2 separate regions of the Sus scrofa genome follow, and region 2 is linked to region 1. Evidence: chromatin contacts called from public Hi-C data. All regions are on one chromosome and are shown on one strand. The core of a region is the stretch at or near the end of the contact, and the rest is flanking DNA. Distances in the headings are between cores, read along the strand shown. Region 1 holds the start of SYNPO2 (synaptopodin-2). Region 2 overlaps SEC24D (protein transport protein Sec24D).

The links. A called contact is a pair of places that touch in the nucleus more often than the background predicts.
Region 2: a contact with region 1 is called in a Hi-C map of skeletal muscle, with 4 times the contacts expected there. The contact joins the enhancer-like site here to the promoter of SYNPO2 in region 1. A contact is called at or near these places in 2 of 5 promoter capture datasets (fetal liver and liver), 21 of 47 Hi-C or Micro-C datasets (adipose tissue, alveolar macrophages, blood and 11 more) and 1 of 2 datasets of contacts at active chromatin or transcription factors (skeletal muscle).

The regions. Positions count from the first base shown.
Region 1 is chr8:104,842,879-104,845,685 of Sscrofa11.1, forward strand. SYNPO2 (synaptopodin-2) reads right to left here and starts at 1,291. Exons shown (of 5, transcript XM_021100699.1): 1 at 999-1,291. The coding sequence starts at 1,103. All of the region lies in intron 3 of SEC24D (protein transport protein Sec24D), which reads left to right.
Region 2 is chr8:104,940,529-104,943,228 of Sscrofa11.1, forward strand. The region is part of intron 11 of SEC24D (protein transport protein Sec24D); the gene reads left to right. Among named protein-coding and RNA genes, the nearest start is that of SYNPO2, 98 kb to the left of the region's middle. Within about 2 kb of position 1,318, at least 8 of the 83 cell types and tissues checked have an H3K27ac peak or open chromatin away from gene starts, as enhancers often do. A contact at or near this core is called in fetal skeletal muscle, liver and skeletal muscle, where this site is marked.

The DNA of each region.
Region 1 (2,807 bases), core at 41-2,540:
TGAACAGTAAAAAAAAGGAATAAGCCAAAAGAAAAGAATAACTACAAAGGTTAGGAGTCCATATATTTCATAAAGATCTAGATCCATTTTTAAGGTAAGTATAAAATAGGAAATTAATCAAACGTTCTTTCATATAGTACTTCAATTTAGTATTAAAAGAAAGTAAAAGCCTTCTTATTTTCATGCATTTTAAGACTTGTTTTAACTGAATCACAATTAGACAATGTCAGATCCCCACAAGCAAACTGGTAAATATGTTAAGCTAAGAAACACACAAGCTAATGGAAGTAAAAATATCTAAAATAGTTAAAATCATTATTAGATGCATCTCAAGGTTACTTCTAAGTTACAGTGTATTCCCAGTGCCTTTGAATTTTATTTTGAGCATATTAGCCAGAAGAATACGCATGATGGAAGAAAGTACTTGAATTTTTCTATCTACTAGCCAAATCCTTAAAAGAGTATTCTTTCAAGTAGATTTTATGACCTCTCCATCATGTTTTTTAAATTATTGCTCCAAATGAGCCTTCCCATGAATGTTGTATAATGAATGTCACTACCAATACTTTATAAGAGTCCCCAAATAGCCAAGCTAATTGGTTATGCTGAGCTGGGCATTTCTCCTCTGCCCGGCCAAGTAAAGTGACATGAAACAATAACTCAACTGTATATTCTAATATTGCCTAGAAGAAACTTTTCCAAGTATCTTGCTGGTTGCTATAGAAGCTGATTAACTAGGCTTTTCTTCATCTGACAATTACAGCACCCTTCTTACCCCCTATTAACGACTGGTTTATTACATACATCCTATGTTACTCTCCAAAGGTTGGTTTGTTTCTTTTGTTCGTTTGGGAAAAAAAAGAAAAGAAAAACCAAACCCACATCCTAGAAGAATTCAATCAGCATCAAAATCAAACTTAAATATAGACTGCTGAATCAGAGCCAGAAAAACCCAACAGGTTGCTTTCATTCCTTCCTTCCCAGCCCGGTGATCCTACCTTAGCAACTTGTAAGGGCTGCTGCTGCTCTTTGCCACCTTGCAATCTGAACCCCCAGGGCGCCCCGCCGGTCATGGAAATGCAGATAAAATCCCCCGTGCCCATTTTCTTCTTTTAGTTGGGTAGCATGAAGAGCTTGAAAGGACAGACGAAGTCTGCGTGCGGTTGAGGCTGTGCACTCAGCTCCGGGGTCCCGCCCAGGACCAGTACTGGGGCGCACAGAGACTGGGCTGCAGCCGCCGCCGCTGGCCGGGTCGCAGCTGCTGCGAGTTTGCGCCGCTAATGGGATCACTGACAAGGCGGTGGAGGCGCTAGAGGCATTGAGGACGCAACCCACTCTTGCGTCACGCTCCTTTGCTCAGCCCACCTTCAGGGAACCGAAAGAGCCTCACACGTAAGAAAAGGTCCCCATTTTGAGCAAGATGCGGGGCTGGGTGGGGGAACCAAAAGTTCTCTAGTTCTTCCTGATTAAATCCCAGCCCTTAAAAGAAAGAATAATGGGAAAACTTCCATTTAATATTTCTATAAATAGTAGAGGACGCATGAAGGTTTTAAGCTGCAGGCCACGAGTGACATCCTAAAATATGAGTTCTGAGAACTCAACTACGAGAGGATTAGATTCTCTCAAATAAATGTTTTGAGAATTACCACACTGATGATTGAAACAGACAAGGGGAGTTAAAATGGATTAAATTATTCATTTTCTTAGCTTTTACTGTTTGCAACCTGCAGAACTAATCCCATAAGAAGAGAAAATAAAAGAAAGCAAAACATTTATTTAAAAGAAAAAAAAAACCCTTTTACTCTGAAATGTACTTTTCTGAACTGGTGTGTTTATAGTTCAGAAGAAAGAAGAGACAAACAAAAAGAGGGAGGAAGGATTTACTCCTGGAAACTGCGTTCTTATAACTATATCTAATTGCACGATTTGGAATATTTTGTTTTATTTTTTATTTATTATTATTATTATTATTTGTCTTTTTGCTATTTCTTGGGCCGCTCCCGCGGCATACGGAGGTTCCCAGGCTAGGGGTCGAATCGGAGCTGTAGCCACCGGCCTACGCCAGAGCCACAGCAACGCGGGATCCGAGCCGCGTCTGCAACCTACACCACAGCTCACGGCAACGCCGGATGGTTAACCCACTGAGCAAGGGCAGGGATCGAACACGCAACCTCATGGTTCCTAGTCAGATTAGTTAACCACTGCGCCACGACGGGAACTCCTGGAATATTTTTAATTTTCATTAAAAATTAAAGTAATGTTTCATTTTCTTTCTTCCTTAACAAGAAGAAAACTTCTTAAATCTTCATGGTCAGCCAACTGCATGCTATGTCATGGACAAATTTCTTTTATAGTTCTTCCGTCATGTGTTCTGAGTCGGGGTGGTCCAATATAAAAGTTGATTTTATATGTGGTCCAAAACATTTTAATGTTTTAAATCTGAATACATCCTACTAAATGTACAAATGGAACATTTTTATTTTCCCATAATACTTTTATTTTCCATGACATTCATCCACATAAAAACAAGCTAAATAAAGAAGAGCCTGGGAAAGTTAGTTTGTGGCACTAGACCAGTGACTTACAGACACTTTCCCTGTTTTAGTACTGGGAAGCATTAGACAATGATCAGTTACACAGTCCTGCTTCCAGAACCCAAACATGTCATGGGATTTTATTTGTGTCTCATCACTAGAGTAAGAAAGATCCGTAATCAGAGACTGTTAGCACCAGAAGAGATCCTTTGAGGGTCATGGGGACCAGACTCTCCGAATTTGATTCTCTTCAGAAAGGTGAATTGACTTTAC
Region 2 (2,700 bases), core at 68-2,567, 98 kb after region 1:
TCTGTCACATTAATGAGAAGTTGTATTCTGTTATAAAGAGCAGAACAGCAAAACAATTAGGAAGAATTTTTGATCATATAAAGATCTTTTAGAAACCAGTAAAAATTGACTACTTTCTCTAAAGCACAATAGATGGTAGCCAATAGATGGAACACTGGGTCAGGAGCCAAGAAATGACTTTAGGTCTCCACTGTGTCTTGCATTGTGACCTTGGACTTCCATTCCCAAGAGTGAGAATTCTGGCTCTGATGTTCTATAAATCTAGAAGCCTACCAATATCTACTTTACTTTTCCACTCTTTATTGGGCTTTCAGCATGGATTACCATGTATTTGTCACTTATCTTCTACATTATTAGAAATTCAGTGAACTGAGAGTTCCCTTGTGGGACAGTGGGTTGAGAATCTGGTGTTGTCACTGCAACAGCTTGGGTCACTCCTGTGGTATGAGTTTGATCCCTGGCCAGGAACTTCCACAGGCCATAGCACAGCCAAAAAAATAAAAGAAAAAAAAAATTCATGTGAACATATTGCCCAACCCAACCCAAAGTGGTTTCATTTATATTATGCTTTTAGTATAAGAATATGTAGTATATCATTCACTTAAAAAGCAAGTGAGGATTGTGCGATGATGCATTTTTAAGTGTAGCCCAATTTAGCTAGCTTTAGTAATAAATATTCTCTGAAATGAAAGCAATTACTGCATAATATTATGTCTTTTAAAGAACTTAAAGAATACACAAATTATTTTAAATGAAAGCTTCAAAAGCCTGAATCTGTTTTTTAATATATGCATTATAATCGTAAATTGTTTGCTTTAATGCAATATTTTTAATGTATTAACATAAAAACTTGGAAAAGTAAAATGCATGTACTCATGAAGAAATAGAATTATGAACATCACATTTAAAATACTTCATGTATGAAGTTACTTTAGAAACTAAATCTTATCCCTTAAGGATTTTGGCCACTGTTTATGTAGTGCTGTGAAAAAAGTACTATGAAAACGTTTGGCAGCTGAGGAACAGAATGTTTTCCCCTTTTAGAATGGTGTTAGAGCAGACTACAGGGAGAGTCACATTTGTCAGGGCAAAGGTTGCTGGAATTCTATTTTAAGTTACAGTTTAAAAGTCAAATGCACCATGCTTATTTTTCGATCACAAAATTATTCATGGAAATCTTTCTTTTTATATTAAATGGAGGATAACTCCAGGAGAAACAAGAATGAGAAAGAAAACATTCTTCCTTGGTTTTAATCTTCATTGAATCAGTGTGGGTTTTATGCCCCTCAGTGCCTGGCACATCCACATAACACAGGTGCCGGAAGACCAGGCTCCCTGGACAGAGAACGCTGGGCATCTGTGAGGGGCCGCCTTGGGAGAGGAAGTATTTTAGAGCCTCTGCCTATCATTTTCATCAATTCTAAGGCTCATATTGTAACATCTCCAAAATAGGGCTATATCTTATTAGCAGTGATTTCTTGGCATTGAATTGGAAACTTTGCTGGGATTTTAGAATCAGTAAAATATGCAATCTGTACTCTGCCTCATGATTCCTAATGTCAGATTTTGTGGGTATTTAGATAATACAGGGACTTAAAATTTACGCAGTCATGTGTCCCCTCATTGATCAAGTATGAGGGTCAAAATAGTAAAGATTTTTCTTTGAAAGTTTCCTAAGCAACAAGTTCTCACTGAATGAAAAGCTAAGAGAATGTAATAAAGTCCTGATTTTAAGGAAGGAAGAGAAAGCTCTATGCAGACCTGTAATTTGGAATTTTTTCATGGAATGTTTGAAAATGGCACTTGAGTTTGTCTGGTATATGCGTGTTTTTGGGAGCAATTCTTTGTCAGGCGGTGGACATCCTTACGGGTAAGGTGGGACGGCAGGAACGAGCGTCCATTGAGGTCGGGAGCACAAACGGACTCTACCGCTTCTAGCGACGGGACCTTGCTTAACATTTTTGAACCTCCTTTCTCTCATGAAATTATAACACAACTTCACTCTGTTGGGGAGATGGCTCGGATCGTCAGTGTTGGAAAGTGAGACACATGAACACGGGGAGATCTAGACAGGGCTCTTTACTTCTGCAGAAGGGCACGGGTACTTAAAAAGCACACGCAGAGAAGAAACGACCCTTCCTATTTATCCCTAACGTGAGTGATGTACGTGTCCCCTTCCCATTGGTCAGGTCGGGGCACACGTTCTTCTCGGCTGGCTAATTTGAAACAAATTGTTACTGGGAGAAGAGGGAAGGGGGGTTGGTGTCGCAGGAAGGCGGTTCAACTGAAACCAGAGCAAAATGGAGTAACTAAGATTTCCTTTAGTAGAAAAGACATTATGTTACTTTCCACAACCCTTAGTTGTTTAAAAATAAAATAAGCTGGGTTAAGAAATGATGTCTGTATCATTAACGTTATGTTTATTTGCTGTACAATATTAAATTCCTCTATGGAAAAATTTTATTTAATCCAACAGTCATTGATTTGGGGTGTCTCCAATATACAAAAAAGACAAGGATGAAAATGACAGTAGCTTAAATTTACCTGAAGTATATACAGCTAAGAGGGATATTACTATCTAGCTACATATCCTACATAAGAAGAAGGAGCCAACTGGGAGTTCCCACTGTGGCACAACAGTAATGAATCTGACTAGTATCCATGAGGATGTGGGTTCAGTCCCTTGCCTCACTCAGTGGG